Linked DNA regions of Mus musculus: regions 2, 3, 4, 5, 6 and 7 are each linked to region 1. The links are chromatin contacts, called in public HiCAR-type, HiChIP or PLAC-seq and promoter capture Hi-C maps. All regions are on one chromosome and are shown on one strand. The core of a region is the stretch at or near the end of the contact, and the rest is flanking DNA. Distances in the headings are between cores, read along the strand shown.

Region 1 (3,343 bases), core at 736-3,235:
GGTGGGCGGTTTCCCGGGAAGGTAGCCATAGCTGGGCAAACATTTGAGCCAGGGTAAAGAGGGGGGCCAGGCACAGGTGACCTTGCAATAAAAAGCTCTTGACCCCACACAACTTGAGAGCCAGGTTACAGGCTGCCCAGAATTCAGGAAGGATGCCCCAGGCCCTTGCGGGGTCTGCCTTTTCCTCTGAACGAGGCGTTGGCCCAGCCTCGTCTCAGGAAGCGGAGGGAGCTCTGGGCAGGTGCAGGGATGGCAAGCAGAGAGGGCCGAGGCTACCCAGGATCTAGTCACACATCTCAGGGGCACAGCCTGGCCTTGGTTTACAATGCTGTTAGGTACATTAACCAATGAATAAAGTGATCAATTTTCAAAGCAAAGAGCAGAATTCATTGCCCATCGCCGGCTTCCTAGCGGTCTCTTACATTAGACCCCAAATTTTCAGATGCCAAGTAGCAGGCTAAAATTACACACACACACACACATGTTCTGTTCCTTTCCCCTCTACTCTCACGACACTCGGACACAGGCACGCACAGAGAGACAGTAACGTCCCTTTCCTCTCCTCTCGCGACAACGTTCTCCGAAGTCCTAACAAGTTGCCTTCCGATTGGTTCAGCCGGTGAGCGTCGTCCGCCATCTTTGTTCAAGGCATTCGGATGCTCCCGAGAGCCTTCACGGTGAGGGCGGAGGCCCCGCCCCATTCGGTGGTTCCAGACGGGTTGGGCGGTTCTCCCGCGGTGACCGGCGCAGCGGGTACTAAATGGGAGGGAGGCCGAGGGTTAGCGTCACGTGGCTTTAGGGACCGTCTCCTAATTCCGCTCCAGCACTCTACCTTCCCACCCGCGCCGGGCTCAGTCCCCGGTGACCCACAAGTTTCAAGAAGACACGGGCTGAAAACACTGGCTTCCGAAGGGAGTCGGTATACACCTTTCGGATCTAAAAAAGCTAAAAGAACTGTGCAAAGCTAGATAAGACCCTGTTCTTACCTAGCTGGATATTTTTTGTACTGTGTAGCCTCCAACCAGGCCTGAAACTCCCTGTGTAGACAGGGCTGGTCTCGAACGCACATAATACTACCTGTTTCTGCCTCCTACATTCTGAGATGAAAGCATGCAACACCATGCCTGGCTTATAAGAGATTTAAGGCCATATTTATTTGAATTTATCTGTGTGTCTCATGTGTGAATGTATAGGTGTGTGTGTTTGGGGGAGGTGGGTGCTGCCTGTGGAAACCAGAAGTGTCAGATTCCCCCGAGATGGAGTTACAGATGGCTGTGAGACACCCGTGTAGATGCTGGGACTGGAACTCCGGCCCTCTGGAAGAGCTGTAAGCGCTCTTAACCACTGAGCCATCTCTCCATTCTCACCCATTTTGCTTTACAGACGTGGTCGTTGGGACCGGGGTGGGGAGTGGGGGGAGGGGCGGTGTGTGTGTGTGTGTGTGTGTAAGTGGCTTACATCTACTAGGCGGCCCAAGTAGGATTTGTCTCTAGGGGCCATAGCATTGCCCCTCTGAAATCCCAGAGGATTCAGAGTGCTTTTGCCCCTTGTAATAACTCCCTAGCTCCCTTTTCCATTTTAACAGTTGCATGAGTCAGGAGAGTGGCTGTCCTCTTTGTGTCTCTATTTCCCTACTGTAAAGTAGGACCCTACGCTAGTGCCAGAGCTTAAGGAAGCAAACTTGAGTCTACTGGACACATGATGACTGTTATAATTAATTAGTCCTTGCGACTGTCTAAGGCAGTGAATGTTGGCACGCCTCCCATTTACACACGAACCGCGGCTCAGAGAAATACACCTTTCCTAGAAGCCGCACACCTAAGAAGATTCCATTCTCCGATTGGAACTCTGACCTATTTAACTCCAAAAACTAGTCATGTCTGGGAGAGTTTTGCATTAACTGCTCAGAGAAAACAAGACCATCTGTCTGCAAAACCCAAGCCTAGGAGAGGGGCTTGGATGTTGTATAAGGCAATTTTCAGACACTCCCTGCAGTGGCGTTAGCGATAGCGGGACCCGTCCTTCAGCCTCGGACTACTGGCGGGTTCTTGCCTGGTGTTAGCCAAGTGCTAGTGGAGACACAGTTGTGGTGAGACTCTAATCTGCAGCGACTCCAACCTTGCCGGGGAAGTCATGTCGGAGCAGCAGCGGCAGGGCGCCGAGCGCGACCTCTACCGGGACACGTGGGTGCGCTACCTGGGTGAGCGTGGGAGTGACAGACGCAGCGACCCCACCACTCCGGAGGGGCTGGGGGCGGGGGGGGGGGGGAAGCAATGGACCGGGTTGCCGATCTGGAGTCTGAAAAGGGGCTTAGTTCTTATTCGGCTTGGCCTGGAGACAGGGCTCAGGAGAAGGCTAGGGACTTGTCCAAGGTCACACAACCCTGTTGGTTCAGATCTGTCCACGGGGCTCTTCTGGAGGCACAAACCGAGTGTGTGGGTTGCCCTCTGCCATGACCGTGCACTAGCCATGGCGTCAGAGGATCTGGACTCCTAGCAAGTCTGCCTTTCCCAGGCTCTTCCTAAGCTTCAGTTTTCTCTTCTGTAAAAAGGGCTGAATGCGAGGCACTCCTGTCGGGTGCTGACTGTAAGAGCGGGCTGAGGTAAGGCCTTAAAAGACCTGGCACTTGATACTGGTCAGTGGAGCCCACCCTCAGTGATTCGGTGGCCTCCGGTCGCCTCCCTGGTGCAGATCCCCAGAACCACGGCTGGGGACTTTGATCAGTGAGCCATGAACTTCATTGTCGGTGTCAGTCCGCGGGCCTAGAAACCAAAAGGTAAAGTTACTTGACTGAGGTCACCTGCCGCACTGTAGTTTAAGAGGTTAGGGTTAGAAGCAGCTTTCTGTGTAGCGCCCCCTTGTGGAAAGGGCCAGAGAGTTAAATGCCTTTTCCCTCCAGGCTACGCCAATGAGGTGGGGGAGGCTTTCCGCTCGCTGGTTCCTGCAGCTGTGGTGTGGTTGAGCTATGGTGTGTCCAGCTCCTATGTCCTGGCCGATGCCATAGACAAAGGCAAGAAGGCAGGAGAGGTGAGTGTTAATTAACCCTTTCCAACCCATCCTAGTGTGGGTGGTATGCAGTCTTGCAGTGGGGACAGCCCTATCCCCGTTAGCGTCTCATAGTGCAGTCCATAAGCTAATCTTGTTTGTAGGATTGTTCATCCCCACCCGACCAAACCATTTGGGTAGGAGGTGACAGTTGGTACCTCTCCTGGATGTGGGCAAATCACCCCCAACCCTGAATGTAGTACAGCCCAGTCCTCCACCCAGCTGCCTTCTACCCTACTACCTCCGCATGTTCTTCCTCCTTGGTCCACCGGCATGCTTCTGTCTATAGGTTTCCTAC
Region 2 (3,013 bases), core at 117-2,616, 960 kb before region 1:
CGTAGACCAGCACAAAGGCGTCTGTGTCCTGCAAGCTCCAGTCTTTAGGGTCCGGCCACTCCTAGAGGGTAGAGGCTGGGGTTTACTCCAATTCAACCTCACTCCCCGTCACCTCCCAGCAATACTCCGGATGGGACGCGCCCTCCCACAGGCCAGACTTCCCAGCCGTGCTTGGATCTTGTCAGTCCTTAGCCCTCCTACTTCCTGGGCCACCCGTCAACCTACTATGCTCCTACTGCCTCAGAGCCTGGGATCTGCCGTCCACCGGCTGACAGATGGTAACTGACTGTCCTGGTGCAGCTGTACAGGTGAAGCCTCTGGCTTGTCTCTTGCTGCTCTTTCCCCCTTGCAATATTCTTACAGCTTCTTTCACCAAAACTTCATTTAGCCTCCCAGGTGCTGCTCAAATGCCAGCTTTGAAATGAATGCAGCGCCAAAGACTGGGAGTCTGAGGGTGCGGTGGCCCCCTCTAGAAAGGGTACTCCTGTGTCTGGTCCAGTCTGTCACAGCGGCGCGGCTCAGCTCAAGCTGTGCCACACACTGACCCAGACACCAGCCTAGGCAGGCAAAGAAGACAAGAAACAGCCACAGAGCCGGGCGTGGTGGCGCACGCCTTTAATCCCAGCACTTGAGAGGCAGAGGCAGGTGGATTTCTGAGTTCAAGGCCAGCCTGGTCTACAGAGAGAATTCCAGGACAGCCAGCACTGCACAGAGAAACCCTGTCTCGAAAAAAACAAAAACAAAAACAAAAGAGAGAGAGAGAGAGAGAGAGAGAGAGAGAGAGAGAGAGAGAGAGAGAGAGAGAGAGAGAGAGGAAACAGCCACAGGGCACCTACAGGTTAGCGCAGGAAGCTCGTATGCAAACTACCTAGACACACACACTTCAATCCCAGAACGGGCTCGGGCGCCCTGGATCAGTACACATGGGCACCAAGTGTACACACACCCCTGGCCCCCTCGAACCGCTACCTCAAGACTTCTGGGGCTTGAGCCGGGTCCAGCGACGTCACCATCGCGGATACTCAGGTCGTAGACCGCGCCGTCGAGCAGCACCGCGGGTCGGTAGAGGCAGGGACTGTCCGTGGGTCGGTGGCGCTCAGGATAGTCACCAAACAAGAATTGGCGGATGATGGCGGTCTTACCCACTCCCGGAGCACCCAGAACAGCCACCCGCAGGCTGCCGCCCATGGCTGGCCCGCGCTCCCGCGCCTGGCACCGGGGAGCTTCATGAGCCCGTTCTGCGCCTTGCTTGCCCGGCCCGGGATACCCGCATCGCGTCGCCTACAGCACCTCAGCCACAAGAGGCCAGGCCTGAGGATCGAGCGGGCGGACGCACCCGCAGCTCCGCAGGAAGAGTGCACCCGGTGCGGTGCAGACCCGCCCCCACCTTCAGCTCCGTCCCCTTCTCGCTCCGGCGCCGGGAGCCGCCGCCCCAGTCGGCCGCGCGGGCGAGCAAGCGAGCGGGGCCTCCCGGAGGCGGCGATGAGGTAACTGTCCGCCCCGCCCCTCCCGGGGAGGGTCGCGGCCCAGTGACTGCCAGGCGGGTCGCCTTGTTAAAGCCTGGTTCCCCAGGTGGCAGTCAGCTTCCCTCAACCGTTTCAAAACCGAAGCCGCTGGGCGCCACCTCCCTGTTCCTCCAACACCGCTGGCTGCAACCTGGCTGTTGACCAAGCCCAGGCTCTTAGAATCAGGCCACTTGGGGTCAGACCCAGTCCTGGTTGAATGACCTTGGGCCAATCGTCGCATTGGACTTTTTGTCTGCATCCCGGTTGTCCACCAAAGGCCGATGGCTTCAAAGCTTCCTCCTGTTTTGTGAGACCCTGGGCACCAACTCCTTTTCTGGGCTCTCCCCTGCATCATCTTCGAACCGCAGCCTCAACCTGGGTACTCGTGGTTTAAGGAGGAGGGAACTGAGACCCTGGAGAGGTATCTCAAAGTGAGAAGGACACTGGGACTCCGTCCCGGGCCTGCGGGCCACTTTTCATTACACCTACAAGGACAAACGACTAGAAGAACACTGTTTCAAAGGACCAGCCCAGAGGGGGTGGGGAGTGGAGACAGAAGGGTTTGAGCCCAGCACAGAAGTCTGCTCAGCAACTCAGCCCCCAGTCACTGCCCCAACAGGTTGGAGGCGAAGAAACAGATCCACGGGTCTGTCCCAGAGTCTGTCCCAGGGGTGCACCATGCCCTCTTCCCTGGACAAGTTCGGAAGCTCCTCTGAGGGTTCGGAAAGTCTGGGTTTGCCCAACCTCCGTCCGGCCCTCCAGTCTCCACACACTGGAGGAGTTCCCAGGCCTCTGCCCTCCACCCAGGTACTGTGAAATGCAGGCACCCGGCATTGAACAAGACTCACTCATTCAACGAATGCTTCAAGTCTAACAGGTGGCCAGAATGCTGAAATGGAGCCAAAAGGAAAAAGAACTGTCTCCTCTCCCTTAGGAGAGAAGGCTCTAGAAATACTTAGATCCAGGCCTCTAAAGGCATTGATAATATGTCTACCTGGCCAGGAATTAAGTGGAAGGAAGGGCAGGAGAAACTAGCCCGTCAAGGGGGAAGGAGGCACACCCTCCCGCGGGGAACAGGTGACAGCAGCTGGAAGGTATTCCTTAACACTAATGTCTAGTCCTCTTCCCCAGGTAGACTTAGGGCCTGGTCTGATTTCACCACCCCCACCCCCACCTCTCTTCCCCCTTTCAGCCACTAGGGATATTCTAGGTCTTTAAATTCAGAGTAGCGACAGCTGGCTTTCCCCCCTCCCCCCTCTTGCTGAGATTCCCCTAGAATGACTTCTGTTCCATTTACAGGTTTCCAGGCTTCTGGGGTTTGTGAGCTGCTTTTCGCTTCCAGAAACAGAAAGGAGTGGATAAACTCAGCCCCTTCCTCTCCTCACACAGCAGGACAAGGCAGACACCGCCTGGCTGGTCTCGCTGGGGCTGCCTGTGCCTAGGCCCGGCTCCAGAGTTCTCTTTCTTAGCAGAGCGGCCACGCCGGGGCTTTCTTGGGAGTTGCAAGA
Region 3 (3,369 bases), core at 267-2,766, 830 kb after region 1:
TCAAGGCCAGTCTGGTTTACAGAGTGAGTTCAGGATAGCCAGGGCTACACAGAGACTTGTCTAGAAAGAACAAAAACAAAAACTCAAAAGTAAAAGGTGGAGTGGTGATATACTCCTTCAACCTCAGCACTGAGTCAGTGGATCTGGGGGAGTTCCAAGCCAGCCTGGTCTACATAATTAATTTTAGATCATTCAAAGTTACACAGTTAGATAAAAGAAAGTATGCACCCGTGTCCAAAGCCCAATTAAACAATTACACAAAGCAAATGGTCGGTCCCTCTATGTCCCTCATCATCAGACCCATAAACAATTCTCCCCTCAGGGTTCAGGGGGATCCTCCCGATCTAAGTGTCATGAGTGAGTCCTCGGCATTACAGGAAAAACCTTCCTATGGGAACCATTCTTTTACCTCCCTTTTTCTTTTTTTCCCTTTTTTATTTTATTTTTTTCCCAGTTTTTCGAGATAGCTTTCTCTGCCTTGACTGTCCTGGAACTTGCTCTGAAGACCAGGCTGGCCTGGAACTGAACTCAGAGATCTACCTGTTTCTGCTTCCTGAGTACTGGGATCAAAGGCGTGCGCCTCTATCATCTGGTTTATCTACATTTCCTAGAATGTACTTTCTGGCATGGTGTGTGGTAGTCGAGGGTTGCCTTGAACACAGGAGATCCTTGGTCTCAGCACCACCAGGAGACACACTCCGGTACTTTTTTTTTTTTTTTTTTTTGAGACAGGGTTTCTCTGTATAGCCCTGGCTGTCCTAGAACTCACTCTGTAGAGCAGGCTGGCCTCGAAGTCAGAAATCCGCCTGCCTCCCAAGTGCTGGGATTAAAGGTGGGTACCACTACCCTATGCCTCTCTAAGTGTATTTCTAACAAACAGCCTAGAGAGTATAATGATAAAAGGCACAGTTCTATTTGTCCATCTGACAAATTCGGGACTCACTTCCAGTCACACTACGCTTTAGTGGCTGTAACCTTATTTTACACAATAAAAATGCTTTTATATTTATTTATGCATTCCCTTCTAATTTGTGCTAACATAATTTCCAACTTTTCAACATGATAGCTTCTCCAAGTAATGGCTCTCTCTGGAAGAGCTCATTCGATCCACTAACTGTGGCTCGTTGAGTGCCACACTCCTTCTTTAGGGTTCCTGGTAAACAAAGGATCCCTCAAAAATTGTGCCCCCCACCCCTCTGAGTCTCTCTACAACCCCCCACCCCTCTGAGTCTCTCTACAACCCAGGAAGCCGAGGTCTGTCCTGATGAAGAAAGGGAGCTTCCAAGTATCTGCGCGCACTCTGATGGTCGCCGGGTTTAGGTGCACGCTGGGCACGGGAGTCGAAGGGGCGAGCGCAGGTCCGGCGGGGTGGGGCCGAGCTGCGCGCGACCCTCGGCGCGCTCCGGGAAGTTGGCCCGAGCGACCGCTCTGGTCACCTCACTGCGGGCTCTATGACACCGCGCTGGCTGGCGGGACAGGGAGGAGTCGGCGGAGAAGGCGGAGACCGCCCATCTCCGAGAGCGTCGGCGCGGACTTCTCGCGGAACCGTGTCGCGAGCTTAGCAGATCCCGCGCTTGCGCGCTGCAGTGGTGGCCAGAGGCGCGGCGGGCGCGAGAAGGGGGACCTAACCAGTGTGGAGGCTGGTGTGGCCTTAAGCCCTCCGCCACCATGAGCGGGACCTTAGCGAAGATCGCGGAGATCGAAGCCGAGGTAAAAGGCGCAGCCGGCGCTTCTCTCCTGGCCCTTCTGCGGCGCTGCGGCTCCTCCGGTGTTGCGTCCGCGGCGTCAGGGCCTGGCTTCCACCCCTGTGCCACCAGCTGCCATCGCCCCCGTAGTCTAAACCTGCGCTGCCGCAGCCCCGTCCCCATGCAGCCCCTTCCCTCAGTTCCTCGGGCCTGGGCTTCTCAGCTCCCATCCGCCAGCTCCGTCTCTGCGCAACCTCCCACATCCCACACCCAGCACTTGCTCCGGTTTTCGGCGCATGTCTCGACATTATTTCTGTTTTTCTTGCTTTTTTCTCTGAGCCACACGACTTCTATATCCCAGACTCCGTGATCCGATCACGGGCTTTGAGGTCTTGTCCCGTTATTCCTTGCCCACTTGCCACTCACTGGTGGTCCCCTTTTACACGCCGTTGGTTGTGACGGTAAGATCTGGGAGTAAGTAGATTGTACCTGGATGGCGCGTCATCCCTGAGACCTTCAGGGCTTTTTAAAGTCCGTAATGTGACACCCTTCTTTTAGATTGGGTACCGTAGAAACGAATCAGCAGATGCATTTTAATTCCCTCTGTGGATAGAAATTCGAATGACCGTGGGTCCTTTCACGTTGGGTCTCGTTTGTTTCTTTTGTGGTGAAGAGAATGAACTGGAGAGGGGAGAGGGAATTCAGTTTATTTTTATGTTTCTGTGTGTGTGTGTTCAGCATTACTTAGGGGAATCGTTCTGTTCAGTCATGGTTTCTGGGATTGAGTTTAGGTCTTCCAAGTTTGGCAGCAAGTGCACTTGAGTGTGTCTATCTGGCCCTGGATTTTTTCCCTCTCTCCCTCCCTCTACCTCTCTCCTTTGTTTGGAGACAGGGTCTTGCTACATACTTCTGGATGTCAGGGATCCCATTGTGTAGATCACGCTGGCCTTGAACTCAGACAGATCTGCCTCTGCCTCCAGAGTGCTGACATTAGCCAGGCTTGGTTTTTCTTTTTAAAAAATACTTAGTTGCCTGTATCCTCTTCAGTCTGCAGTTTGCTGGATGCTCGTGAATATGAGCCATTTGGTCTTCCCCTGAAGCAGTATTTCAATAGACAGTTTGTTCACCTTCACCTCTATTGTGGGCGTCTAAGGATAAAAAATAATTCTTAGGTGGAGCTCAGGAGGCCGAGGCCAGTGGTACACTAATGAATTCAATGCCAACCTGGTTTACATAATAAGTTGTAGTACAGTTAGGACCACATAAAGAGACCCTGTGTTAAGAAAAATTAAAATGGTTACACTGACATTAGAAAGCCAAAACATATTCTCAGCTTCTGGGAGCATTCAGGACTTTTCCCCTGGAACGCTGCAGAGTTTATGGCTGTGATTCTTCCCTGATAGATGGCTCGGACTCAGAAGAACAAAGCCACAGCTCATCACCTTGGCCTGCTTAAGGCTCGCCTTGCTAAACTTCGAAGAGAACTCATCACTCCTAAAGGTGGCGGCGGCGGGGGGCCAGGAGAAGGTTTGTAGTTCCATGTAATATGTGTGAATATATAATATGTGTGTGTAAAATAATACAAATATCTAATGTGTGTATGTGTGTTATATATTCATATGCCCATAGACAATTTTTTTTTTGTTTGTGTACTTCTTATCCTGGAACTTAACTATAAAGTCTA
Region 4 (3,366 bases), core at 150-2,649, 800 kb before region 1:
AGCTGCAATTCCCAACATCCACGTGGCAGCTCACAACTGACTGTAACTACAAGATCTAACACCTCACACGGACACGCACGCAGGCAAAACACCGATGTACATAAAATAAAAATAATTTAAAAAGAAATGGATTCTCTCTCAGAATCTTAGACAAGGAAACCAAGACAGAATTTATTAATAAATGTTTTCATCATACTATGTATACTATGCAGTTATATCAATATCATAAGACAAGTGGAAGCCATTTCCTATTTATGGCATGCAGACCAGACCCAAGTTTTCTTCTACCAAAGTAACTATAGGTTTAAAAAGTGACTGTGAAGTTGGGAATATTACTCAGCTGGTAGAGTGCTGGCCTAGCATACTCAAACGCCTGTGTTTGATCTCCTGGACTGCATAAAACTGTGTGGCGGGACATGCCTGCAATGAGAACAGGTCAGACTGAGAGCTGGCTGACGAGATGTTCCAGATCAGCTTTTGCTATATAATGTGTTCAAAAGTCAGTTTGGGCTACATAATAAAATCTCGTCTCCAAGAAAAAAGGGGGGAGGGGCGGATGGGCTGTGAGACAGGATAGTGGTAAATATCAGGAATCACAGAGCTTGAGTGACTGAGGCAGAGGGATCTTTACCAATGTGAAGCCAACCTGGACTACAGAAGCTGCCAGACAGACAGGACTATAGTGACTGCATTTAAAATCTTCATTAAAACGGAGCAGGTGGCACCTCTTCTTACTGCCCGAGCCCTTTGCAGTATAACTTAAGAAAAAAAATTCTTGTTTTCCTTTTCTTAGAAATTAAGATAAGCAAAATATTTAATGAAGCAAATACACTAAGTCCAGCCAGCTAGCTAGGAAATAGAGCGGACAACATAAAGAAAAGCCAAGCCAAGCTTCTTTGCCCTTGTAACGTCCGCACTTCGCGCTCTCAGCCTTTCTGCTCCAGCAATAAAAGCTCTTTTCTGCGACTCCTTGGAGTCTGGTGCGGCGCGACGATGGTAACGCCTCTCTCAGAGGACCGCAGGAGGCTGCCGGTGACAGGTAAACGAGTGGCGGACTCATCTGACAAAACCCACAAGGGTGGCACGGAAAACCCGGGAAAGCCAACCGCCACCCAGGAGCGTTTGCCACACGCCCAAGAGGACCATCGACGAGGGTCACCACCAGCAGCAGCACTCTCGGGAGACTACAATGGGGACAGAGGATGCTGCTCCGGTTAGTTCCTAGAAAACCGCCACGAGCCTGGGGGACCCCGACAGGTGAGGACCCCAGCCCGCGGACACGCTCCGTGCCGTCTGCACATCAAGCCCGGATCGCCCAGCGAGGACCTGCAGCCCCAGCCAGCAGCCCTCTACCCTCGCTCACCAGAATGCTCCTCACGCCTTCCAGCCGGGTAGCCACTTCCGGCTCGCGACCATAGAGAAGCGGAAGAAGAGAGCCACAGGCCGGAAGTGAGACACGAAGGCCAGATGCAGCTTGGGAAGCAAGGAAGGGGCGAGTCTAGTTCTATTAAGTTGGGAAACTGGGGCGATAATGTCCAAGTCTGTGCTTCGTGCCCCTTCACCGGAGTGTGAATTAGTGGGCCCTCCGCCGACTCACTCGAGTGAGTTTGTGGTATCTCAAGAAAGCACAAGTGTCGCTGTGCTATCATTTGAACAGGAGTGGATTTTGTCTTCTGACTTTGTTCAGGGCCTCACTACATAGCACACTTGCGGGTCTTGAACGCTATATAGATCAGGCTGGTCACTACGATCCGCCTGCATTGGACTCGCTGGACTTAGGCAGGTGTCACCATGCCTGACTCTTCTTTAAATTTTTGTTTTGTTTTTTTTAGATTTATTTATTTATTATATGTAAGTACATTGTAGCTGTCTTCAGACACTCCAGAAGAGGGAGTCAGATCTCTTTACGGATGGTTGTGAGCCACCATGTGGTTGCTGGGATTTGAACTCTGGACCTTCAGAAGAGCAGTCGGGTGCTCTTACCCACTGAGCCATCTCACCAGCCCTTGTTTTTGTTTTTTGAGACAGGGTTTCTCCGTATAGCCCTGGCTGTCCTGGAACTCACTTTGTAGACCAGGCTGGCCTCCAACTCAGAAATCTGCCTGCCTCTGCCTCCCAAGTGATGGGATTAAAGGCGTGTGCCACCACCGCCCCCCCCCCCCACTCTAACTTCTTGATACTATCGGAGTCACTACACCCAGAAAGGAACTGAGGCAGGGGCATAATCCTATATTACACCTGCTTCCTGCTTCACTGTTTTGTTTTGTTTTGATTTTTTATTTTCCCCCAAGACTCTAGTGCAGTACCTGTAAGCTTCAGATGTTTCCTATGCCTGGCATTTCTGGAGTAAATTCTGGTTGTCTGCAAACATGAACATTGAATACCTTGTGGCGCCGAAACAGCTCCTTTTCTTGCTCTGGGACGAAGATGAAGACGGTCTCCCTAAGAGATCAAAGCCAGTGTAACCCTCAGCCAACTGGAAGCTGCCCTGCCTTAGACAACTACTGAGATTCCTTGTAGATGAAGACAACACCACAACGTACAGTAAATATTTAATTTGGTTCCATCAACATTCTCCTGGATGGTAGCACAACCATGCTAAGCAGGGGTTCATGAGGTACCGGGGTCATTGAAGAGACCCCAGAATCACAACCTACTCCACAGACCTAGTGTTTCTGCAAAATGAGGGTTTGGGGGACAATGTCAAGAAGGGAAAGAAAGAATTTGATGGAACTATAGGTCTCAGCCTGTGTTTTTGCCTGTAGGAAGGAAGAAGTACAGAAGAGCTGAAGCACAAATTCAAGTTTTAACCACATTATGTAGGAAAACATGGATACGCCTCTCCATCTGTCTAGGAACAGGGTGCTCCCTTAAGATCCTCTGTCACCTCTGTCCTGTCTTCCCAATTCTGTATTTTAAATTCTGAATCCTATGTGCCCACTTGTGAAGGGTTCCTGCTTCAAGGCTGTCTCATGTACCCAGATCCTTCCCACTCCCACCCTTTTCCTAGCCCTTTAAGTAGACTTCTGGACCACCTACTGACACTGATAACTTCTGGATTTCCTCCTGACTGTCACGACTTCAGACTTTATGGCAGTTCCAGGATTTTTATTTATTTTTTTTTAAAGACTCAGGCTTGCTTTTTTAACAAGTAGACACCAGAGAGTTCCCGGGCCATACCTGGACTGATACCCTTTCACACCATACCTCCTAACAGCCAGTCATGCCTGCTTTTATGCAACTAAGCCATGGCCACAGTTGGGAGCTGGGGACTTATGTCCTGGAGATGACGGATCTTAAGAGGAAAGTGTGTGAAAGCTTAAAAGGTTGCTATTCTGCAGCTTGGGAAGTTAAGAACTTCTTCAT
Region 5 (3,149 bases), core at 20-2,519, 780 kb before region 1:
ATCAGACACATCCTATTTTCTCCTCCTACCCAAGGTCATCCCTCCAGAAAAGGCTGAGTTTACAAGGTACACTCTAGGCTTTTTTCCCATTGTCGGCTTCTCTCTCATTACCCAGCACGGAAGTGAAGGGCACGCGTCCCAACTCTTCTATCCGTGCTTTCCTAATGTGCACAGCGATCTAACGGAACTCCATGGCCACATTCTTGGGCTGGGGCAGGAGTAACGCAGGTCCCTTTCCACAGGTGTGAGGGCAGGTGTTCCACTTCTTTAGCTAATGCTTTTTGCACAAACCCTGTCCTAAAACTTGTGAGGGTGTGGGGCTGGGGAAACAGGAGAGCAGGGTCAGAAGTGCTCCGGGTGATAGGTGCAGAGATGGGGGTAGCACCGGGCGTGGCATCGAGGAGGGAGGAGCAGCCCAGAGCCAGTCAGGGGAAGGAAGCCAAGCTCTCCAAAGCCAGAATTGAGCCTCTCTCCTAGGAGGCCACCAGCCGTGGTACAAAGTGCAGAGTGCATCGTAAGACCTGGGTCCTAACATCCAGAGCTGCCTCCACATGGCACGGACGCTGACCTTGAACAGCTCCCACCCCACTCTGTTGACCCACCTGTACAAAGCAGGGTGCGGAATCACTTTGGGAATTCCCACCGTACCCCCAGTCCTCCTCTCCTTCCAAAACTTTCTGCTGGCTCAGAAGACCCCAGCGCGTGCTAAACCACAAAGGCCAGGCAAAAGGCTGCCAATATCCTCTGCCTTCGTCCGGGATCCAGGGCTCAAAACCTGTCCCTCCCACTCACCTCATTTTTTATTCTCAGCCCAGATCCAGGTCCCAAACAGGACAAAGAACCTGCCCAGCTAGGCATGGTAGTGCACACCCTCACTATCTGGGAGGCAGAGGCAAGAAGATTCCGAGGTCGAATCACATGTAGTACGAACCTGTTTAAAAACCAAAACCATCCCCATACCTTTTCACCTTCCCCATTCTTTCTCAGCCTCAGGCCTACATCCTGGTAGCTCTCTGCCTCTAACCCCTCAATTCCAAATCCGAGAGTCTGTTTTTCATTCCAGCCCCCTCCCCTGCTCCTGTTCCGGGCACGCAGTCAGCCCCGTCGGCCTCTCACCGCACAGCACCCGCAGCCGCGAGGTCCCCAGCACGGGGTCTCGGCTTCGTGAATAGCCGCCGTGCCGCTGCAGAGATGATGCACAACCGCGGAGCCATGTTGGACCGGAGCAGGTTGGAGGAAAGCCACGCCTCAGCCCAGTGGCTGGGGGCAGGACTAGAGAAAACCACGCCCTCCCCTCGCCAGCTTCCCTTTCAAACACAAGCAGGTGGGAGTCCCCCAACTCTACAGTTGCACAGTCCATACCCACACCTCCGAGCTCTTGAAACTCTGCAGCTAACTAGTTCTGTTCTCTTCAACGACCTTTTCCCCTCTGTACCTGGGAATTCATCTCGATAATCGCAGGGTTGTATGTCCTGGACATTCTGAGGATAAACTAAAGACAGTCTTTATACCCCTAAAATTGTTCACAAACTATGTGAGTTCCCTTCCTCCTTGGGTGCTGGAGGTGGAGCCCAGGACCTCACACATGGCTTGGCAAATGTTCTGTCTACATCTTGTGTTCTTCTGTGTCAAGGCATCAACAGACAATATTTGTCTATTCAAAAGAACAAAATCTATAACAATTTTTAAAAGAGAGAGAGAGAGAGAGCCTGGGGGGGGTCCAGAAGCCTCAAATATCCTGGAACTGGAGTTTAAAGGAGATTTTGAGGCACTCTAATGGGTACTGGGATCCAAACTCAGGTCTCCTCCAAGAGCTTTTAAAGGCAGAACTGTCTCTTTAACCATTTAAAACAGATGGACAAGACTCTGAGCAAGCAGGATGCTCTTTCTCCAAAGCCCGAGTGTGATGGTGCACTTAAGAGGCTGAGACGAACTGGGCAGTGGTGGCGCATGCCTTTAATACCAGCACTCGGGAGACAGGCGGATTTCTGAGTTCGAGGCCAGCCTGGTCTACAAAGTGGGTTCCAGGACAGCCAGGGCTATACAGAGAAACCCTGTCTCGAAAAACAAAATAAAACAAAACAAAACAACAACAAAAAGAGACTACGGAATTAAAACAACAAACAAAAAACATTTTCTCTTCACTGTCTATTCACCTGGAGGCTCTATATTTGCTTTCTCAGCCCACACAGAGATGGATCCCTTCTGATCCCCTGGGGGACACAGGGACAGAGACACACCAACGGGGGAGTGGGGTGGGGGAGGATGCCAAGCCACCGACTGTAATTCGGTGCAGGGGATTTACAGCCGGTATAACTAACTTCCGGAGTGCTTCAAACTGTGAGTCTGGCAAGTTAGGTCTCATCTAAGATCTTGAGACAGCAAAGGTTGGCTGAACAAGTCCTATCTGTACTTCTTGGCAGCCAAGGCCTGGTGGAGCAGACAAATCACTCCAATCACTGCTGACTGAAACCTCCAAGGCAGAGATGTTAGCCATGCCCCGCCCCCTCCATCAGCTAGGCTACTGGCAAGTGAGCCCCAAGGATCTCCTTGTCTATGCTTCCCCAACATTGGGATTACAAGCAACCTCTCCTGCTGTGGTGCTGGGAATCGAACTAAGGTCTTTGGGCTTATACTAACGTGACCCAGTCCGTGGGTCAGACAACAGGGTGAGAGAGAGAGAGAGAGAGAGAGAGAGGGAGAGAGAGAGAGAGAGAGAGAGAGAGAGAGAGAGAGAGAGAGAGAGAGAGAACTGAGGGGGCAAGAGATGTGAAGAATGGAGTGGAGACAAGACAGCCTGTCTGATCAAGTCTCCAGTCTCCAGTCTCATTTATTGTAAGGCAGCTATGGGTATATATAAGCACAAGCTGGGGTGGGGTGCAGCTGGAGACACTTAACCACAAGTCCAGGATGTATAGGAGAAAAACAAGATGTTATCAGAGTGTGTTCAGCTGTGGTGGGCTTCTTGTAAAACCAGCCTGCTAGGAAAACCAGTCTCTTGTCAGGGTGGACAAGCACCACCTGTAGGTAAACAGCCCAAGATGGCTGCAGAGATGGTAGCCGCTTTCTGCTAGGAGTCGGCTTCCAACACTAACTGAGCTATCCTCAACCCAGCCATTTAAATTTCAACTATGTGGGAGTTTGGATGG
Region 6 (3,322 bases), core at 244-2,743, 850 kb before region 1:
TACAACCGTAGGTCGTTTCGAGCCCGTCATATGACTCATCCAATCCTCCCCTGTACCGCACAGAGGGACTGCTTGGAAAAGCTATGGAACCTCCCTACTCCGTTAGGCATAGATTTAACCCTTCCCATCCGAGGAGCGGCTGCTGTCCGTGGTGCTGAAGCGATAGCGGCACGGGCGGCTCCGTCCACTAACACCGCTTTTGACCGGAAAACCAAACCAAGAACGAGCCGTATAATAAAGCAAGAGCTCCAAGTCTAAGCCCCTCCGCCGTCCCCGCCCTTTCACCTGAAGCCTCAGTAGGGCTCATGATGGAGGTCGGTGGACTTTGGTACTGAAAAACCACTCCACCACTTCCTCGGAGCATGAAAGGGGATGCTTACGGCAGTACTGGTTCATCTATTCTGGAAAAGGAATGAGATGCCAAGATAAAGCAGAAAAATCGGGCAAGGAAGGGAGAAAGACAAAGTTCTCAGGTGAGAGGAACTGGTTACTATTCCGACTGGCAATATGTGGGTTCTCCTCCCCAAAATCAGCCAGACATTTCCCAAGTTCGAACCTCCTAGGGGCACATGGGAGCTTGGAGCTGCATCTTGTCTCTTGCACACAAGGGAAAACCAAACATAGGAGAACACAATTTGTACAAGGTCATTCAGCTAGCGAAGCACAGAAGCTAACCCCACCCTGTGGCAGAACTTGGCTTCGGTGTTGAGGCTCTTGCTGCCTACTGAGGGACCCCCTGTTCTTCGTAGGCAGTTTTCCTTTCCGGGCAAGAGGAGACTCCACTTTCCAGTCGTGGCCACTGGAATTTTTAGAGAGCACCACGTTCCTCTCACCCAGCGCTCCCTTTCTCCGTCTGCAGTGTTCTCCTTCTCAGGGTAGCTTTGCGGTCCTTTCAAACTCCACGCCCACCCCAACCCCAACCCCGAAGCCAGCTGTACAGTTCCTTAAGCCCCTTTGGGTGGCCCAGGGCCGCTGTAGTATCTGGGGAACACTGCACCGCCAGCTAGAAGGTCCCCATTTATCATCAGTAGCATCCATCATGCAACCCCATACAGAATCCCTTCGTGGGTGACTGCAGTCTGCACTCCTCATCTCAAGGTCCTCTCTAACTATCAGGGAACCAACCCTGTGCTGCTTCTCAAGTGGGGGTGTCCTCTCATAGTAATCACTGCAGTCTCCCACTGCTTCAACCCGAAGGCGCCCTGACCCATCAGTTCTGCAATCCTCTCCCTATTTCCAGTGCCCTCTCTTATTCTGAGGGTCTTATTCTGACTAATAGGGTCTTCCGACATGCACCTGGAGGTCTGCACTTGTCCGCTCCGGAAGTCCTTTACTCCTTGGTCTGACCTCGGGAGGCTCTACTGACGATGCGTCGATTCCCCTTCACTCCTGGGTCGTCCCCCCCAGCCCCGCCCCTCTCACTGCGGAGAAGCCGGTCGGCCCGGGGCCGCGGGGGAGGAGGTGGAGAGGGTGGGGCCCTCCTCCCCAGCCCCCCACTGCCGAGGGGCCGGACCGGGCCACCGCGGATATAAAAGAGCCGGAGTCCCAGAGCTGCCGCAGTGCTGCCTGCCCCGTCCCAGCCCCGCACTCCCGCTCCGCTGGCGGCCGCACCTGCTCCGGCCATGATGAGCTTCGGCAGCGCCGATGCGCTGCTGGGCGCCCCGTTCGCGCCGCTGCACGGAGGCGGCAGCCTGCACTACTCGCTGAGCCGCAAGGCAGGCCCGGGCGGCACGCGCTCCGCGGCCGGCTCCTCCAGCGGCTTCCACTCGTGGGCGCGGACGTCCGTGAGCTCCGTGTCCGCCTCACCCAGCCGCTTCCGCGGCGCCGCCTCGAGCACCGACTCGCTAGACACCCTAAGCAACGGCCCAGAGGGCTGCGTGGTGGCGGCGGTGGCGGCGCGCAGCGAGAAGGAGCAGCTGCAGGCTCTGAACGACCGCTTCGCGGGCTACATCGACAAGGTGAGGCAGCTCGAGGCGCACAACCGCAGCCTGGAGGGCGAGGCGGCGGCGCTGCGGCAGCAGCAAGCCGGCCGCGCCGCCATGGGCGAGCTGTACGAGCGCGAGGTGCGCGAGATGCGCGGCGCCGTGCTGCGCCTCGGGGCGGCGCGCGGGCAGCTGCGCCTGGAGCAGGAGCACCTGCTGGAGGACATCGCTCACGTCCGCCAGCGGCTGGACGAGGAGGCCCGGCAGCGTGAGGAGGCGGAGGCGGCGGCGCGCGCCCTGGCGCGCTTCGCGCAGGAGGCGGAAGCGGCGCGCGTGGAGCTGCAGAAGAAGGCGCAGGCGCTGCAGGAGGAGTGCGGCTACCTGCGGCGCCACCACCAGGAGGAGGTGGGCGAGCTGCTCGGTCAGATCCAGGGCTGCGGGGCCGCGCAGGCGCAGGCTCAGGCCGAGGCTCGCGACGCCCTCAAGTGCGACGTGACGTCGGCGCTGCGGGAGATCCGCGCGCAGCTCGAAGGCCACGCGGTGCAGAGCACGCTGCAGTCCGAGGAGTGGTTCCGAGGTGCGCGGGAGCGCGGGGTGGGAAGGGGTCGCCCCCTCCTGGCGGAGCAGTGAGCAGCCCGAGAGGACTCCTCTCAGAAGTAGCTAGACCCGCTGCGAGGTGCATGCCACCTGACAAAGTAGCGGTTTTACCCAGACCCTCCCTTGGGGCGCCCCAACTCTGGATTTTCCTTTAGAAAAAGGAAACCACCCTCCACATTTTTTATGTCTGTAATTAAACACCGGGGCCAACCCCTGTGCCCCACACACTGTTAGACCCCAGATTCAGACTGATCTCCCATCTGAAATGGAGCAAGCCCCGTCTGGACCCAGCGTATCAGGTATCCAGCAGCCGCTTGCCATGCCAACTCTGCCCACCCTTTCTTGCGCACCCTGCGCAGTGGGTGGAACAGGAGTATTCGTTCTACCAGGCTTCGTCCCACTACTTGCTCAGTACATAACATCGCGAATTTTAGTAATTGCTGTGTAAAAATGAAAGCCATTCATTTTCATGCCGTTTCTAGCCAGTACGGAACCATCATGTGGACCTCATTGCTGTAAATGGCTGTTATTTAATATCCCCTTCCTCTTTCCCAAAATTTACAGGGGTTCTGAGTCAGCTAGACTGCAGTTGCCCTGAAACCTTACCCTTTAGCTGCAGGGTGACCTTGACCAACATTGGCTTTCTCTCATTCTCATTTCTTTTGGGATTGGGGCAAAGAGTAACTGGGCTTCTTTGTGTCAGCTGCAGTCATCTGCTGTAGTCGTTCCTGTAGTCATCTATAAATCTGGAGGCAAGTACAGAGCATCTGCGCTTTTCAAAAGTGTCTGTGATCCATAATAGC
Region 7 (3,212 bases), core at 268-2,767, 900 kb before region 1:
GCGCATGTAACAAGAGGACGACTTGCAGGAGCTGGCTCTCCCCCTCCACCATGTGGACTCTAGGAACTCAATCAGTTCATGAGGCTTGGTGGCAAGGGCCTTTACACCTCACAGGCCCTGTCTAAATTCTTGAGACAAGCTATCCTGATGCTTTGTTAATCTAAGAAGAGGTGTGCTTGAGAAAATGGCTTCCCCAGATTGTCTGTAGACAAGTCTGTAGGACATCTTATTAATGATTGTGTGGGTGGTGGTCTTGGGTGTAGAAGAAAGCACGCTGAGTAATAAGCCAGTAAGCAGCATTCTCTGTGGCTTCTGCTTCGGCTTCTGCCCTAACTTCCTTTACACTGGGCTGGAGTGTGGAGCTGTAAACTGAAATAAAACCTTTCCTTCCCAACTGCTTCTGGTCACGGTATTTTATCACAGCATAGAAAAGGAACTAAAGGGCTGGAGAGATGGCTCCGTGGTTAAGAGCACTGATTGCTTTTCCAGAGGTCCTGAGTTCAACTCCCAGCAACCACATGGTGGCTCACAACCATCTGTTATGGGGATCCGATGCTCACTTCTGGTATGTGTGAAGACAGTGACAGTGTACTCACATACATGAAATAAATACATAGATCTTTAAAAAAGAAAGAAAAAAGAAAAGTAACTAAGAACTAGAACTCCATTATGTAAGTCAGGCTAGCCTCAAACTCATGATTCTTTTGCCTCAGCTGGTGGACAGGACTGCAGGTATACACCACCATGCTCGGGTGATTAAGTCTTCAGGAGGAAGGAAGACCATACCACTCTGAGGAGGAAAGTGCTCCATTGTCCACAAGGGCAGACACTGGCCAGTGGTGCCTTTCTTCCTTCCAGGCCATGCAATCTCTGCATTGAGAAGCTTTGAGGGTGGCATGCAAGTATATGCACTGAACACTGAGGGCACATGGTGAGTTGACAAGGGAGCTGATCAGCAAAACAGACAGAGATGAGAACAACTTAAGGTCTGACTCAGGTGCAGCAGCACTTCTGAATGCATGGATATAGATATATACAGGCAGGGAACACTGACCCCTGAAGGTCTCTGCTGGAGCTGTAACTGTTCCATCCCTTCCTGACAACAGCTGCTCAGAAACCTGCCACAAGGATAGATGGATCTCAAGGGCCATCAGGAGTAAGTCAGAACAGACACAGAGGCCCATACCTGCAATCCTAGTTCTCGGGAGGCTGAAGAACAAGGATCATGGATTCCAGGTCAGCCTGGATTCCCTAGGGAGACCCTGTCTCAGAAAAAGGAAAGAAAGGGGAAAGGCTAAGAAAGAGAGGGAATGAAAAGGGGCATTCTTTAACCAAAAAGAAAGCCCAGCTGGTAAAGTGCTTGCCAAGCAATCATGAAGACCTGAGTTCTCCAGAGCTCAGGGAAGAAAGCTGGAGCTGCACTTGTGACCACCAGGTGAACCCCTGGAGCTTACTGACCAGGCAAACTAAACTAGTTAATGATTTCCAGGCCAGTGAGAAACTCTCAAAGATCCAGATGGCTAATGCCCGAGGAACAATACCTCCAAGTTGACCTCTGGCCTCTACAGACACGTGACTGTATCTACACACTCATCCAGCACACACGGAAATACACACAATGGAGGCTAGAGTGGGGTTGCTGCTTCTTCCTCACCTAAGACAGGAGAGCTGGAGTGTGCTCAGCTCTTTCAGCTAGCTGTCTCAAGGACAGAGACTGGCTTATCACACCAATGTCCCCTGCCTAACTGTGACCCTGCCTGTGAGGCTGAGCAAGATTCCAGGCACTTCTCCCCATTTGACAACCTTTCATCTTACTCAGTGTTCCTAGTGGTGTTGGTGACTGAATCCAGTGTCATACCTACAAAGCAAACTACCCCGGAGCTACAGTCTTTAAAAAGGAAATGGTTCCTCCCAGGTGAGCACGAACACCCATTTTAAGGACAGGGAAACAGGGAAGGCTAACTCCAAGACCAAAAGGCGAGTCGTCGGCAGACAAAGCACTTCAGACTACCTCTCTGAGACAATGTGGTCTCCAGACTCATACAAACAGGCTCTTTCAAGTCAGCTCGGCAACTATGAGAAAATGTTCCATGTTCTTCAGGCTTGGCATGAAATGCAGAACAAAGACAGTGCTTACAGAAGTATGACAAACAGACATACATTGTGGGCCAGACCCCACACGGAATTTTAAATTTAGTTCTCATGGGGTAAGGATGGCTCAGCTGGTAAAGGTGCCTGCCACCAAGTCTGATGAACTGAGTTTCTCCATGTGGTGGAGAAAGAGAAAAAACCCTGTAAGTTGTCCTGACTTCCACACACTATATAACAAAAGTATTAATTAAAAGTTCCAGCCGGAGCCGGGCCGTGGTGGCACACACCTTTAATCCCAGCACTTGGGAGGCAGAGGCAGGCGGATTTCTGAGTTGGAGGCCAGCCTGGTCTACAAAGTGAGTTCCAGGACAGCCAGGGCTACACAGAGAAACCCTGTCTCGAAAAACAAAAACAAAAACAAAAACAAACAAACAAACAAAAAAAGTTCCAGCCGGACATGGTGGCACACGCCTTTAATCCCAGAACTCAGGAGGCAGAGGCAGGTGGATTTCTGAGTTTGAGACCAGCCTGGTCTACAGAGTGAGTTCCAGGATAGCCAGGGCTACACAGAGAAACCCTGTCTCCAAAAAAAAAAAAAAAAAAAAAGTTCCTGGTGAGATGGCTCAGCGGAGGCCATGAGTTCAAATCCCAGCAACCACATGATAGCTCACTACCATCCATAATGAGAAACAAATAAAGAGCCTATGGGCCGGAGCAGGACCCAGAGAGAGTAGGGCCAGAGCAAGAAGGGGAAAGGGAAGGAGAGAAAAAAAATTCCATCTTCATAATATCTGTGAAGAAGATTTTATCAATAGCACAGGTTCACAGATAAGGAAAACTGAGACCGAGAGAGGTTAAGACATTTGTTTAGAGTCACACAGCTAGAAAGCAATAAAGCCAACACCCTCTAACACTGTCTTATGAGGAGGTCACATGTCCCACTCAGTCCAGGGAGGCAAATACTTTCCTCTAAACGAAGCTCTGGTAGAACTGAATATAGGTCAGACTAAAGGGTACAGGATACAAGCTGCCACATATACCAGCGGAATTCCTCAGATGTTGAATAGCAGGCAACTTTAGGCCCCATCTACCTACTGAAACAGCAGGAACAGCAGGTTTGG

Evidence for each region. Promoter capture Hi-C pulls out the DNA fragments that hold promoters and counts their contacts. HiCAR-type assays count read pairs that join an accessible place to other places. HiChIP or PLAC-seq counts read pairs in DNA pulled down with a chosen protein or histone mark.
Region 2: a contact with region 1 is called in an HNF4G HiChIP or PLAC-seq map of pancreatic cancer cells. The contact joins the promoter of Rasl10a here to the promoter of Mtfp1 in region 1. A contact is called at or near these places in 2 of 39 promoter capture datasets (liver and pre-B cells), 1 of 484 Hi-C or Micro-C datasets (embryonic stem cells), 5 of 115 datasets of contacts at active chromatin or transcription factors (astrocytes, embryonic forebrain, embryonic stem cells and 2 more) and 1 of 9 other capture datasets (embryonic stem cells).
Region 3: a contact with region 1 is called in a HiCAR-type map of astrocytes, with 5 times the contacts expected there. The contact joins the promoter of Drg1 here to the promoter of Mtfp1 in region 1. A contact is called at or near these places in 2 of 115 datasets of contacts at active chromatin or transcription factors (astrocytes and extraembryonic endoderm stem cells) and 1 of 9 other capture datasets (adipose tissue).
Region 4: a promoter capture Hi-C map of pre-B cells shows a contact between it and region 1, with 8 times the contacts expected there. The contact joins the promoter of Thoc5 here to the promoter of Mtfp1 in region 1. A contact is called at or near these places in 5 of 39 promoter capture datasets (the 3T3-L1 cell line, 3T3-L1-derived adipocytes, hippocampal neurons and 2 more), 5 of 115 datasets of contacts at active chromatin or transcription factors (the 230-238 cell line, astrocytes, extraembryonic endoderm stem cells and 2 more) and 1 of 9 other capture datasets (embryonic stem cells).
Region 5: an H3K27ac HiChIP or PLAC-seq map of stem cell-derived neural progenitor cells shows a contact between it and region 1, with 10 times the contacts expected there. The contact joins the promoter of Nipsnap1 here to the promoter of Mtfp1 in region 1. A contact is called at or near these places in 1 of 39 promoter capture datasets (the SN4741 cell line), 8 of 115 datasets of contacts at active chromatin or transcription factors (bone marrow-derived macrophages, embryonic stem cells, epiblast stem cells and 4 more) and 1 of 9 other capture datasets (pancreatic islet).
Region 6: an H3K27ac HiChIP or PLAC-seq map of embryonic stem cells shows a contact between it and region 1, with 8 times the contacts expected there. The contact joins the promoter of Nefh here to the promoter of Mtfp1 in region 1. A contact is called at or near these places in 1 of 39 promoter capture datasets (the SN4741 cell line), 2 of 484 Hi-C or Micro-C datasets (both in embryonic stem cells) and 3 of 115 datasets of contacts at active chromatin or transcription factors (T-cell acute lymphoblastic leukemia and embryonic stem cells).
Region 7: a promoter capture Hi-C map of liver shows a contact between it and region 1, with 2.8 times the contacts expected there. The contact joins the enhancer-like site here to the promoter of Mtfp1 in region 1. A contact is called at or near these places in 4 of 39 promoter capture datasets (hematopoietic stem and progenitor cells, hippocampal neurons, liver and 1 more) and 4 of 115 datasets of contacts at active chromatin or transcription factors (acute myeloid leukemia, astrocytes, fetal liver and 1 more).

The regions. Positions count from the first base shown.
Region 1 is chr11:4,094,073-4,097,415 of GRCm38.p6, reverse strand. Mtfp1 (mitochondrial fission process 1) reads left to right here and starts at 1,985. Exons shown (of 4, transcript NM_026443.4): 1 at 1,985-2,200; 2 at 2,900-3,027. The coding sequence starts at 2,134. Gm51935 (a long non-coding RNA gene) reads right to left here. Exons shown (of 3, transcript XR_003949843.1): 3 at 2,674-2,762. Sec14l2 (SEC14-like lipid binding 2) reads left to right here. Exons shown (of 12, transcript NM_144520.2): 12 at 1-377.
Region 2 is chr11:5,056,481-5,059,493 of GRCm38.p6, reverse strand. Rasl10a (RAS-like, family 10, member A) reads right to left here and starts at 1,366. Exons shown (of 3, transcript NM_145216.4): 1 at 970-1,366; 2 at 1-61. The coding sequence starts at 1,188. It also overlaps a transcript of Gas2l1 not described here.
Region 3 is chr11:3,264,610-3,267,978 of GRCm38.p6, reverse strand. Drg1 (developmentally regulated GTP binding protein 1) reads left to right here and starts at 1,516. Exons shown (of 9, transcript NM_007879.2): 1 at 1,516-1,710; 2 at 3,089-3,212. The coding sequence starts at 1,669.
Region 4 is chr11:4,893,376-4,896,741 of GRCm38.p6, reverse strand. It overlaps Thoc5 (THO complex 5), which reads right to left and starts at 1,399. Exons shown (of 20, transcript NM_172438.3): 1 at 1,364-1,399. It overlaps Nipsnap1 (nipsnap homolog 1), which reads right to left. Exons shown (of 10, transcript NM_008698.3): 10 at 2,541-3,366.
Region 5 is chr11:4,872,071-4,875,219 of GRCm38.p6, reverse strand. Nipsnap1 (nipsnap homolog 1) reads right to left here and starts at 1,269. Exons shown (of 10, transcript NM_008698.3): 1 at 1,117-1,269. The coding sequence starts at 1,214.
Region 6 is chr11:4,946,235-4,949,556 of GRCm38.p6, reverse strand. Nefh (neurofilament, heavy polypeptide) reads left to right here and starts at 1,493. Exons shown (of 4, transcript NM_010904.3): 1 at 1,493-2,499. The coding sequence starts at 1,623. It also overlaps a transcript of Ap1b1 not described here.
Region 7 is chr11:4,996,831-5,000,042 of GRCm38.p6, reverse strand. The region is part of intron 1 of Ap1b1 (adaptor protein complex AP-1, beta 1 subunit); the gene reads right to left. Among named protein-coding and RNA genes, the nearest start is that of Ap1b1, 12 kb to the right of the region's middle. Within about 2 kb of position 1,517, at least 49 of the 459 cell types and tissues checked have an H3K27ac peak or open chromatin away from gene starts, as enhancers often do. A contact at or near this core is called in liver, where this site is marked.